2 separate regions of the Zea mays genome follow, and region 1 is linked to region 2. The links are chromatin contacts, called in public Hi-C maps. All regions are on one chromosome and are shown on one strand. Each heading gives the region's core, a stretch centred on a gene start, on an enhancer-like site or on the middle of the called end of the contact. The rest is flanking DNA. Distances are from core to core; before and after follow the strand shown.

What was found. Hi-C and Micro-C count contacts between places; a contact is called where the count stands out from the background.
Region 1: a Hi-C map of tassel shows a contact between it and region 2, with 6 times the contacts expected there. The contact joins the promoter of LOC100192772 here to the promoter of LOC100216905 in region 2. A contact is called at or near these places in 9 of 25 Hi-C or Micro-C datasets (bundle sheath, ear, endosperm and 3 more).

What each region holds. Positions count from the first base shown.
Region 1 is chr6:105,487,635-105,493,299 of Zm-B73-REFERENCE-NAM-5.0, forward strand. LOC100192772 reads left to right here and starts at 1,351. Exons shown (of 5, transcript NM_001358546.1): 1 at 1,351-2,013; 2 at 3,484-3,612; 3 at 3,728-4,069; 4 at 4,167-4,214; 5 at 4,324-4,848. The coding sequence starts at 1,471. The coding sequence ends at 4,554.
Region 2 is chr6:105,331,138-105,337,398 of Zm-B73-REFERENCE-NAM-5.0, forward strand. LOC100216905 (WD repeat-containing protein 57) reads left to right here and starts at 3,578. Exons shown (of 2, transcript NM_001143291.1): 1 at 3,578-3,714; 2 at 5,108-6,261. The coding sequence starts at 5,137. The coding sequence ends at 6,171. LOC100280916 (protein transport protein SEC61 gamma subunit) reads left to right here and starts at 918. Exons shown (of 3, transcript NM_001153836.1): 1 at 918-1,052; 2 at 1,159-1,274; 3 at 2,516-2,732. The coding sequence starts at 959. The coding sequence ends at 1,274.

The sequences.
Region 1 (5,665 bases), core at 101-2,600, 150 kb after region 2:
GATGCTTGAGCCTACATGTATAAACAAAAGTTACTAAATAAATTTTAAAACTGTTTATGTGTTGGCATGTTGCAAATACAGAACTTGGCTGTTTAGGTCCATCAAAATTAAGAATATTCTTTTAATGTAATTCAGCACGCCCCTAGCAGCAAATATGCCACTTCCTGTCATCTCCTTCCACTTGGGAGCTGAGCATGGTTTCCTGAAGGGGAAAAGGGAACGGGGGAACGACTTGGTGAGCCACGGGTCCCTTCATCTATTGAACTTGACAAAACATACACAAATCATGAGCCTTGTGATCAACACAGATTCACCGATTGCGTACCAAAACTGGATTAGTTGTTTAAATAGTGCAATTGACCTTGGATGAAACTATCTATGCAAAAGTAGGGAGATGTTAGATAAATCAAAGAGTCAGAGATGGAGGGAGATTGGAGAGTTGAACTTATGTGTAGCAAAGATTGTTTGTCAGTGACTGCAGTGCATCAGCAGTGAATTCGTTCTCATCATAGAGCACATGGTAATGGTTCGGGCGACTTGTTCCCTGACAAGAAATATTTTTGACACTCAATGTCTGATAAGTGCTGTTCTGGAAAAGAATGTGCAACGTACCTGAATGCCAACATGACTACACAAGTAGAAATCAAACTCAGTAGGGTGGCAAATCTTTTGGTCAACCACAGTTCGTGCAGCACAAGTGACGCGCAAAATAAGGCCCAGACAACAAATGCTTATAGAAGCAGCAACTTTATGAACCCAATAACAGTGTGATACAAAAAACACTAAGCAGTCTAGCCTTGATAAACAATAAGATATATGGTAACCTCCTTTACCTGGGTTTCGTACGACCATGGGCTGTTTTTGCTGCCTCTTTTATATGATCAAAGGTAGCAGATCTTCCATAAGCAATATTTTCCCAAATGCTCAAACTCAATAAGGCTGGTTCTTGTGTCACCAGACCAATTTGACTTCTTAACCATTCTACTTTCAGTTTTTTTATGTTTTCCCCATCCAAAAGAACTTCACCTGAAAAATAATAGTAGTCTTTTGAGTGGAAATAGAAGTGAATAGATGGTGAGAGACTATGCACGATGATGCAAATTAGCAAGACTCATACAAGCGCGGAACAATATGCTGATGGGACATAAGGGTAACACATGCTCAGGTGTTAATATATTTGGCTTCTGAGGAAACTTTCTCCAGACCTCCAAAAAAATATAAGATTCGATCAGATATGTGTACTCTCGTTGTAACGTACGGGCACACCTAGTAGACTATAGAGTTTGCAAACTTTAAAAGTGCAAAAAAAAGATGGGCGGCAGTCCCGTGAGGCCTGAGTCTCACGTTTCACCAACAACAGGCCGACTCCATCCCTCGACTCTACTCTACGCGGCACGCGAGCGCAGGGGCCCGTCCGCGAAAAAGACCCCACACCGCCCACTACACCGGCCAATCACCCGCCGGCGCGCCATGGCCGCCGCCACCGCTACCGGGGACTCCGTCAAGGAGCCGCTCCTCCACCGCGCGTACCCGTCCCAGGTCGCGTCGGCCTCCTCGCCCGCGCTCCCGTCCGCGCCCCCGGGGTCCGCCGGCCGTCGCTTCCCGGGGGTGCTCGACGTCCCCAACCTCAAGAAGCGCGGCGGCGGCACGCGCAGCTGGATCCGCGTCGAGGCCGTCACGGCCTCCGTGCAGACGTTGGAGATCGACAAGGCCACCATGATGCGGCGCTGCGAACTCCCCGCGCGGGACCTGCGCTTGCTCGACCCGCTCTTCGTGTACCCGTCCACGGTCCTGGGCCGCGAGCGCGCCATCGTCGTCAACCTCGAGCAGATCCGATGCGTCATTACAGCCGACGAGGTCCTCCTGCTCAACTCCCTCGACAGCTACGTCCTCCAGTACGCCGCCGAGCTCCAGCGCCGCCTCCTCCAGCGCGCTGAGGGCGACCAGCTACCATTCGAATTCCGGGCGCTCGAGCTCGCCCTCGAGGCCGCATGCTCCTTCCTCGATGCACAGGTGATCATCAAAACTCCTCGATTCCATGTCTGTGTCTGAACTACATAAATGCCCTAGTGCAAAAAACACAAGAAACGGTATCTTGGCGAAGGAACGTCTTTAGCACGGTTCTCTAAGTCTAGATACGGTTCCACTCATATAACCGAGCCTCTATATAACCCACATAAATGAGTTGTATCTTGAGAGTTTCTAGCGAATAAGATACAAGACTTCAATACGTTGGGTTGTATGAAGGGTTTTTTTAGGTGTATTTAGTGCTTAGAGAACCGTAATATAGTATCTAGATTGTACATACCCTTAGTTTGGTTATTCGAATCAGAGTGGGTTCAGTTCCCATGATTGGACTATGACGGGACGCGATAATGATGATGTTCTAACATGGTTTGCAACTGTGCAATTGGCTGGCTTAATGGTCCAGTAATTGTGTTTTTGCAGCCAATGAGAGGTTGATGGTATTCTGTGAGTATCATGCTGCACGTGCTAGAATCAAATTTTTTGCTGGATGAATGGGATTCCCCAACTTCCCAATTGTTGCTGATCATCGAGTAAAAATGTTGCAGCTAACTCTCTGATGGTGATTCAAACACATGTTATCAATGAGAAATTATGTTTTGTATCAGTTATTTCTTCCAACTGTATAAAGATTAGCAGATCCGCCTCCTTATCCTTTTAGGTATCTACTAAGACTAAGATGAGTGCCTACTTAGATTATGGCATACACTTGCATCATTCTCCTGCTTTTGCAATCAGGTAGTATAGTTAGAATGAGCCCATCAAAGTTTAAAAGTTGGATGTTGCTTAAGAGAAAATTTCAAATTCGCAGCATGTTAATGTTAAGTTGTAAACAAGAAATACAAATTGTTTCTTCCTTTAACTGTAACAGCCTTTTCATGTGCAGATTCTTTTCTTCCTCAGGCAGTTTCTTTAATGCCTGCTTCTCTTGGTACCAAGAAATCGATGCTTTCTCCAACAAATTGTGATGGCTTTATCAATATTCATCTGTTTAATGATCCTAACCACAATAAATAGACATTCCTGTTCAGAACATGAAGTAATCTGAGTTTTTTCAGGCTATCGAAAACAATTAGTTTTTTATACTTATTTTCCTTGAGTTAATAATAATTTAGGAATTGTTTTGAGTTTGCCAATTGAACTTTTTTTATAACAAACCAATTGAGGTTGAAGTGCCTTTCAAAAGTGACCAGAGAGGACGACCGAGAACCCATGGCTTTTTGGCTAGAGTTTTAGCTTCAAAAATTCTTTGTTGAGTGTTGACTGTTGATATGGTCTTATGTGTATTATGTCTTACTGATTGAAGCACACTCTTGCATGGTCAAAACAACAGAGCCTTCTAGGTTTCTAGTCCCAAGCAAGTTATAGGGTAAGCATGCCTTGTAGATGCTGATTGCCTTTTGACATTAATAAAACCAGTGCATATGTCATATTGTCTATTTTTCTGTTTCTCTTCAGGCAGCGGAACTGGAAATTGAAGCATATCCATTATTGGATGAGCTGACATCCAAAATCAGTACTCTCAATTTGGAACGTGTCCGGCGATTAAAAAGTAGACTAGTTGCATTGACCAGAAGAGTTCAAAAGGTAAAATGTAGCCTAATCTCGATTTCTTTTGTTGTTGTTGTTGTTGTTGTTGTTGTTGTTGTTGCAGACCATTTGTGTGGACTGGTTTTCTAATTGCTATTTTTTCTTCCAATAGGTCAGAGATGAAATAGAACAATTAATGGATGATGATGGTGATATGGCTGAGATGTATCTCACCGAAAAAAAGATGAGGATGGAATCATCTGTCTTTGGTGACCAGTCTTTGTTGGGCTACAATTCAGCAGGTGCTGCTGGGGCATCAGTTTCAGCTCCTGTATCGCCAGTCTCATCACCCACGGAATCACGAAAGCTGGAGAAAGCTTTCAGTTTGTGTAGAAGCAGGCATGACAGCACGAAGAGCTCCGATAACACAACGACAGATCATATCCAAGAGTTGGAGATGTTACTGGAAGCTTATTTCGTTGTTATCGACAGCACTCTCAACAAGCTGACATCGGTACCAAGCCATATCACCAGCATGTCTTAAATCTGGTTACGTATAATAATACTGCAATAGGAGTCAAAGGGGTCTGATCTATTTTTACTTCTTTCAGCTTAAAGAGTACATTGATGACACTGAAGACTTCATCAACATTCAGCTGGTACGTCGACATATTTTATACTCTGCTTATTTGGGATATGCATATCAGGTTTATGCATTTCCCATACTGCTGGTCTGTGTTATTTGACTTGAGTTCCATATGTTCCTAGGACAACGTGCGGAACCAGCTGATCCAGTTTGAGTTGCTCCTAACGACTGCAACATTTGTTGTGGCCATTTTTGGAGTGGTTGCTGGGATATTTGGGATGAACTTTGAGACATCAGTTTTCAAAATAGAGAATGCATTCCAGTGGGTCCTTGTAATTACTTCAGTGGTGGGCGTTTTCATCTTCTGCTCCTTCATTTGGTTCTTCAAGTACAAGAGACTGATGCCTTTGTAGAGTGTATATATGCCCTCCTCCTCCTCCTCCTCCTCCCATATAGCACCGATGAATCAGTTCACCGTGTAGACCTTCTACCCTGTTGAGGAACTTGATCAGATCCCTGAATTTCTGCCGATGTGAATTACCATTCTTATAGAGGTTCAGGGCATGCCTGCCGAGAATTCGGGTGAAAATTGTAACTTTCTTGACATGATCCCTTGCTGCGTAAGACTGTCTAAGCTTCCTCTAAATTTTATCCTCTAAAGAAATATTTTCTTTCCTTTACAACACTCTCTAAAAGATTTCGTTCTCTATCTTCTCCATCTCTATCAACATCCTCTAATTTTTTTTCTATATCAACAGTGTTACATAATCTATAATGTTTTCTTATCTGACCTATAATGTTTTCTTATCTGACGCTGGAAAAAAAGTCAGCGTATGTCACTAAATTAAAATATGATACATAATACAATATTCATTTTTAGGGAAACTATGCATCGTTCATATTTAGCCAACTAATTTACTAGACATTTATATTATATATTTTATTTCTTGTCATACGCGCATACACAAATCGTTCGTGAGTGTCAAAATTGAATTAAAGACTAATTTAATTAATTACGTTATGTATCCTACGTTACTGAATCTTTTTTCTGACAAAAATGTTACATACTTTGTTTTGTACATTTTATTCGGTATTGAACAAAGAAACAGAGCATTGATCTGGTGAGATCCGCTGGAAAATATTGTTTTTTCAAACCCACAACACAAAAACTGTATTTAGAGATTAGGCACTGCCCACGTGCACTTGCTGCACAAACTGACGAGCGTGAGCTGACGCAACCGGCGGATAGCGGACAGGAGGAGGTCCACCAGGTTTAGGCTGCCTCGAGCAGCACGCGCTAAACGCTCCTGTCCGCTATATTTACCGGTTCGCGTCGTCCTGTAAGGCTCCAACAACGAACGCTAAAACGTCCGCTAAATTTTAGAGGGCGCTCGTCGTCCGGTAGAGTTGGCGGACGAGCTTCCACCCGCTATCACTGTTTTGCCCGTCCTCCTTCCGTATGCGTGTCTAGTATGCCCGCACATTCCCACTGGCGCCCATTTAGTAATGGCTAATTTGCGTCCA
Region 2 (6,261 bases), core at 2,328-4,827:
TATATTAAGCTTCCTCTATTTACTATTTATATCGAAATCGAATATTAATAGATATATTAATATAATTTTTTTAGCTTGAATAATTTAGATTTACAAACATATATATTACTCACTCCCAAAATACAATTGTTTTTGATCCACTTTTTCCGTCCACATTCGTCTAACTGATAATAAATATAGATATATATACAATTTGTATTCATGAGTTACTAAATAGATGTATGATTAGTTTAAAGCGAAATATATTTTAGGAGAAAGTGAGTAATATTTTAAATATCTTTAGTAAATACCAATATATAATTCGGATTTCAAGACATTCATGTTACTATTACTACACCCGACAAGACGACCAAACTTCCTACGAAGACAGAACCGCATTCTCGCGTCCGTGGCGAGTTTCCGTCTGAGCGGGGAGCGTAGGGCAAAGCCTAGACACGTGTCGGTATCGGACCCTTGTGCCGGGGTCCTCTCCGTCCCGAGACCTTGCTAAGGCCCGAACCTCACTCGAGGAGACCCGACATGTCTCCTCGGGAGCTCCAGACTCGTACTCACAGGGGTCCGGTGTTCGAGGTCCGAACCCAACGGTGCTTCCTGGGATGTATTATCATTTCTCGTCACGTGGTGCCTTTAGACCTGCCCCATGTGGTGGGGTCGGGTGCCGCTCTCCGTGTGACCTGGAGGTATCGTACGGGTGCAGCGTCTTCGTACTGTAGAAGAGGGTACCCATGTCCGTTAGTTTGAAGCCGAATATATTTTAGAAGAAAGAGAGTAATATTTTAAATATCTTTAGTAAATACCAATATATATATATATATATATATATATATATAATTCGGATTTCCAGACATTCATGTTATTACACCCGGCAAGACGACCAAACTTCCTACGAAGGCAGAACCGCATTCTCGCGTCGGCTTGCTTTTAACTGAATCCAGCCCACCGCTTCTCGCACGTCGCCATGGACGCGGTCGATTCTGTGGTGGATCCCCTCCGCGACTTCGCCAAGGACAGCGTCCGCCTCGTCAAGCGCTGCCACAAGCCTGACCGCAAGGGTACGTGCAAGGACCCCTACATCCGCCGTGCCCGGCTCGAATCTGAGTTGTTTTTGGTTCTTCATATTCAGATCTGACGGTTTTTCTCTGTGATCTGCGCTTGCAGAGTTCACCAAGGTGGCAGCGCGGACGGCGATAGGGTTCGTCGTCATGGGCTTCGTCGGCTTCTTCGTCAAGCTCATCTTCATTCCCATCAACAACATTATCGTCGGTTCCGGCTAGGTCCGTGTCTTTTATTCCCTGACCCACCGCTGCCCGTTAGATCCGCTTGTTTCGATGTTGTGGTTTGTTGATCTGCGGTGCGCGCTCTTGTTTGTGTGAGTCTCTGCACGCTTTTGAGGTGTGAATTTGGGTGCTGGTGCGGAGACTGTGGCGCTGGTAAGATCTCGGCCGATCTGAGTGTGCTTGTTCACTATGATTTTGAATCTCGACTTCGTGGCCTATCATTCGATTATGTGGAAACTGGATAACTGGATTTTACCTCGTGCATGATCTTTGGTCAGAGTCAGATATACTTATCAGAAGAGAAATTCTAGCAGTCGATTAGTGCAGTTTTATCTGTTCACAATTACAGTAGCAGTAGCATATTATATAAGTCATTGGTTCCAACTGGTTGTTGACTTGTGAACTCAGTTTTGGATGTCAGCCTCTAGTATCAGTCTGTAACTCATCGCAGTTATTTATTTCGATCCAGTACAAGTTCCCAAGTTTTTGTTTGTCTGAATTGCTGAGGAGAGTTGTATTCTATCATTCCTCGCTAAATACACGTAACCAGAACCTTACATGTGGAAACTATTATGCTAGAACACCTCGAATTGTCTGTCCAACTCAACTATTACGAAGCCAAACATAATTGTACCAGCCCTTGGTTTATTTTTGTTATATGAACGCCACTTCTGCAACTTTTCATACTCCAAACATTGTGTTTCGAGCTATGTGATGTATGGTGGATTCCCTCTAAATCTAGGGGAGCCAATGAGGATCTTTTAAACAGAAACTACTGCTGACCAATTTTGGATCGATGCTTATGTCATGGATTGATTTTTGCCTGCTTCTGTTTTGAGGATTCATCATTAAGTGGAAACATCGCCATTTGGTGGAAAAGTTGCCTTCCTAACTATTTCAGTATTTCTATTACGGAGGCACATGTCCCACTCTTGCCATGCTGCTAGAATTTTGAATTTATTGGGAAAATATGATTGGAATTTGAGACGCTGTGATTCCCTGACTATATCTTACCATGATTGATGGCTTTGTAGACATGATCAGTCTTGGTACCTACTAGTGAGTAAAAAAAGGAACATATATGCTCTGTTACCGATGGCATTACAATAGAATGTATCAAGCGTTTCCATTTCAGGTCACTTGAAAATAGAAGCAATGCACAATTCGAGTAGCTAAGTAATAATTTCCTGCTCTGAGTACAATGAGCGTGCTAGTAACTTCTCCTGTGTTCTGTGCAGGCTCAGGGCGCGACTAGCATGGGAGTAGTGCGATACTTTTGAGAGCAAGGGATAGCGAGGATCTTGGTCTTTGGAATAGTATTGTTAATGACATTTTTTTTCCGGTTGTGTTTCTGGAGTAAATCGTTGAACGACAAGGCTTCAGGATGTCTGGATGTGGATTCTGAGTAGACCTTGAATCCTTGATGAAGCAGCCAGTCTTGGAAAGAAAGTTCCATTTTGTTGTTCCATTAAGCTATTTTTGTTGTTGTCTACAGCTCTCTCGGCGATGGTAAGCGCGATTTGGTGGTTTAATGTTTTAGTATATCTGAGCCGAACTGTAGACTGTTGCTTCTGTGAGAAACGAAAAAAAAATATAGACGTTTGGGCGGATTGTCGCTTATTTTTGAAGTGGATTATAAGCGAAACCACAAACACTACGCCCCTAAAATCCAGACGCCGGACCCTACGATGTTCTGCTGGCGTATTGATGGAAAGCGTGTCCCTTTTGGCGATGGATAGCAGAGACAGTAGACGTTCTGCACTTGCTATTGATGGAAAGCGTGTCCCTTTTGGCGCGGGATAGCAGAGACAGTAGACGTTCTGCACATGCTGTTAATGCTCTGATGGTTTCCGCAGAAAGGGACGGCAAGCTCATTCCACCGTTGTCTCCTCCCAGCGCCCTTTCTCTCTTTCATCAACTTCTCAAATAAACTGCCTTTTCAACGATTAGCAATTGTGCCAAACAAGACCATAATTAGGAGACAAGATGCTATGTTCATGAGGTTAGTATTCCAGATTCAAAAAACAATATTATAGACTTAGAAGTAAGTAGAAATAAAATAATAAATCTATAGATACAAAAGCAACTGTGAAAAAAGTAAAAATACAAAGAAAAGACACATATACGAGGAAACAAACAGTAAAGAAAATAAAAAAGAAACAATGTTGGGCCAGTTGGGCCGAAACCTCAACTCCACGGGAGGTGGTCCGAGCCTCCGAAGCCTGCTAGATTGCCGCTGCAGCCCTTTGTTTTCTCGTTCCATTGCCCTGCCGGCTGGCCGCCGTCAACCCGACCCCGTTCCCCAGCTCACCGCGCGCGCTCTCTCAGTCTCTCCTTCTCTTGTGGCCACGACGAGCGACATTCGCTACTCGCTACCGTCCTACGCCAGGTGCCCCAGGTCTTCTTCGGTTCCTTCGCCGGCGACGAACGCTACCAGGTACGCGCACCCTTTGTCTTCCCTTCCCTGCTGTGCGAAACCCTGCACCCAAACCCTGTACTCGGATCTGATATAATTACAGTGTAGACATGTAAATGGCTGCCCACTGCACTACTGCTTGATTGGCTGGTTGCTGCTCTCTGCAATTTGGGCTGCTCTCTGATTGATTCGGTATTGTAGATTGCTGAGAACTCAATGTTTGATTTCTAATTGTGCAGATTAGACTTCGCAAAAAGTAAGAATTCACATTCACAGTTATATACCAGGCTATTTTTTTTCTTTTGCATGGCTAGCAGCTAGTGTCTGCTAATCTTTTGCATTTGACTTGTGATTTAAGTTGTCTAGGATCTCTGTATTACCTGAGGTGTGAGTGTGACTGAGCGTTGTGAGAACTGAAGTGAGAACTTGACAGTTGACACCTTGACAACAATTGGTGCTTTTTCTTATGGACTAATTTGTCAATGTTTTATGGTATTGTGCTGTGATGACCAATGTTATTCAGACATGACGTAGTCTGAATTTATGCACTCATGATGTTATGTACTATTGTACTGATCTGAAGACATGCTAAGTAGCTGCCATTTGTCAATCTGTGAGTGTGTGTCAACTACTCAATCGTCAATGATCATGCTATTGTCTATCACTTGGCTCATTTATTTATCATTAACCATGTTTTGGTTGTCATGTGGATGTGCATGTGTTCTCAATCTGAGGACTTGCTAATGTGCTATACATTAGAATACTTGTTTATTTACATGCCCAAGGTAGGTATATGTTACTTCAATTTTTACATGCACATATATAAGTATATATATTTTGGACAACTAATATAAAACAGTTTAAACTGTTTAATTCCATTTAAACACCGTGTAAACTGCCTAAACGCTAAACAAAAGGTGACCGACTGTCTACTATTTAGCGTTTCGGATAATATTGATTGCATGTAACCCAGAACATGATTATTTATGCTGACTTTGAACTGGCTTCCGCTATTGTTAGTTATTTTTCCTCAAATGTGACCTAACATTTTGGCTTGATTGTTGCTATAGTGTCGTAATGCTGTTTTATCGGCATTTGGTGTATTCATTTTTTTTCGATATACTGAGCTGGGGACTTCACTTTCATTCTTTGTCATAACACTGACTTGTAGAGATAATTAACTGTGATCCTATATATATATATATATATATATATATATATATATATATATATATATATATATATATATATATATATATATATATATATATATATATATATATATATAAAATGTGACTTAAAGGTTGGTGTCAATGTTTTTGTTCTGTTTTTTTATGTGTGTGTACATCTCTATTGTGGTCTGTGTGTGTGATGTGCATTTCTTGCAGCTATCTTATAAATTTCTTTGCCTCAGGAACTTGATCTTATATTGCAAACTTCAAGATGTTCTCTGCTCCAGGCAACAATTATTTGGCTCTTGTAGCCTCACGACCAGGGATGGAGCTGGCTAATTTTCAACAACAACCAAACCAGGCTCCTGGTCCTGGAGGAAAACAGCGCACATCCAGCCTGGAGGCACCAATAATGCTACTTACTGGTCACCAGAGTGCTATATACTGCATGAAGTTCAATCCTGCAGGAACTGTGATAGCATCAGGTTCCCATGACAAGGATATCTTCTTATGGCTTGCCCATGGTGAATGTAAGAACTTCATGGTACTGAGAGGGCACAAGAATGCTATTCTTGATCTTCAGTGGACTACTGATGGGACCCAGATCATCTCTGCAAGCCCTGACAAGACTCTGAGGGTCTGGGACGTTGAGACTGGCAAACAAGTTAAGAAGATGGCTGAGCACTCATCATTCGTCAACTCATGCTGCCCAGCGCGGAAGTGGCCACCTCTTGTGGTTAGCGGTTCAGACGATGGTACAGCAAAGCTGTGGGACTTGCGTCAGAGAGGTGCAATACAAACTCTCCCCGACAAATATCAGATCACAGCTGTTAGCTTCTCAGAGGCAGCAGATAAGGTATTCACTGGTGGCCTGGACAACGATGTCAAGTGGTGGGATCTTCGCAAGAACGAAGTGACAGAACATCTCAAAGGGCATCAGGACATGATCACTGGGATGCAGCTTAGCCCTGATGGATCTTACCTCCTGACCAATGCGATGGATAACGAGCTCAAGATCTGGGATCTGCGCCCTTACGCGCCAGAGAACCGGAACATCAAAACTCTTACAGGTCACCAGCATAACTTTGAGAAGAACCTGTTGAAGTGTAGCTGGTCACCCGATAACCGCAAGGTCACTGCCGGGAGCGCGGACCGCATGGTCTACATCTGGGACACAACGTCAAGGCGCATCCTGTACAAGCTTCCTGGGCACAACGGTTCTGTCAATGAGACTGCGTTCCATCCCACTGAGCCGATCATTGGATCCTGCGGCAGCGACAAACAGATCTTCCTTGGGGAACTTTAAGTGACTATGGCAGTGGCTGGCAGACCCAATGCCAGAGGCTCCCACATCACTGGGATGTTCTTGTGACACTTTGATGAGGAGAAAAAGAGG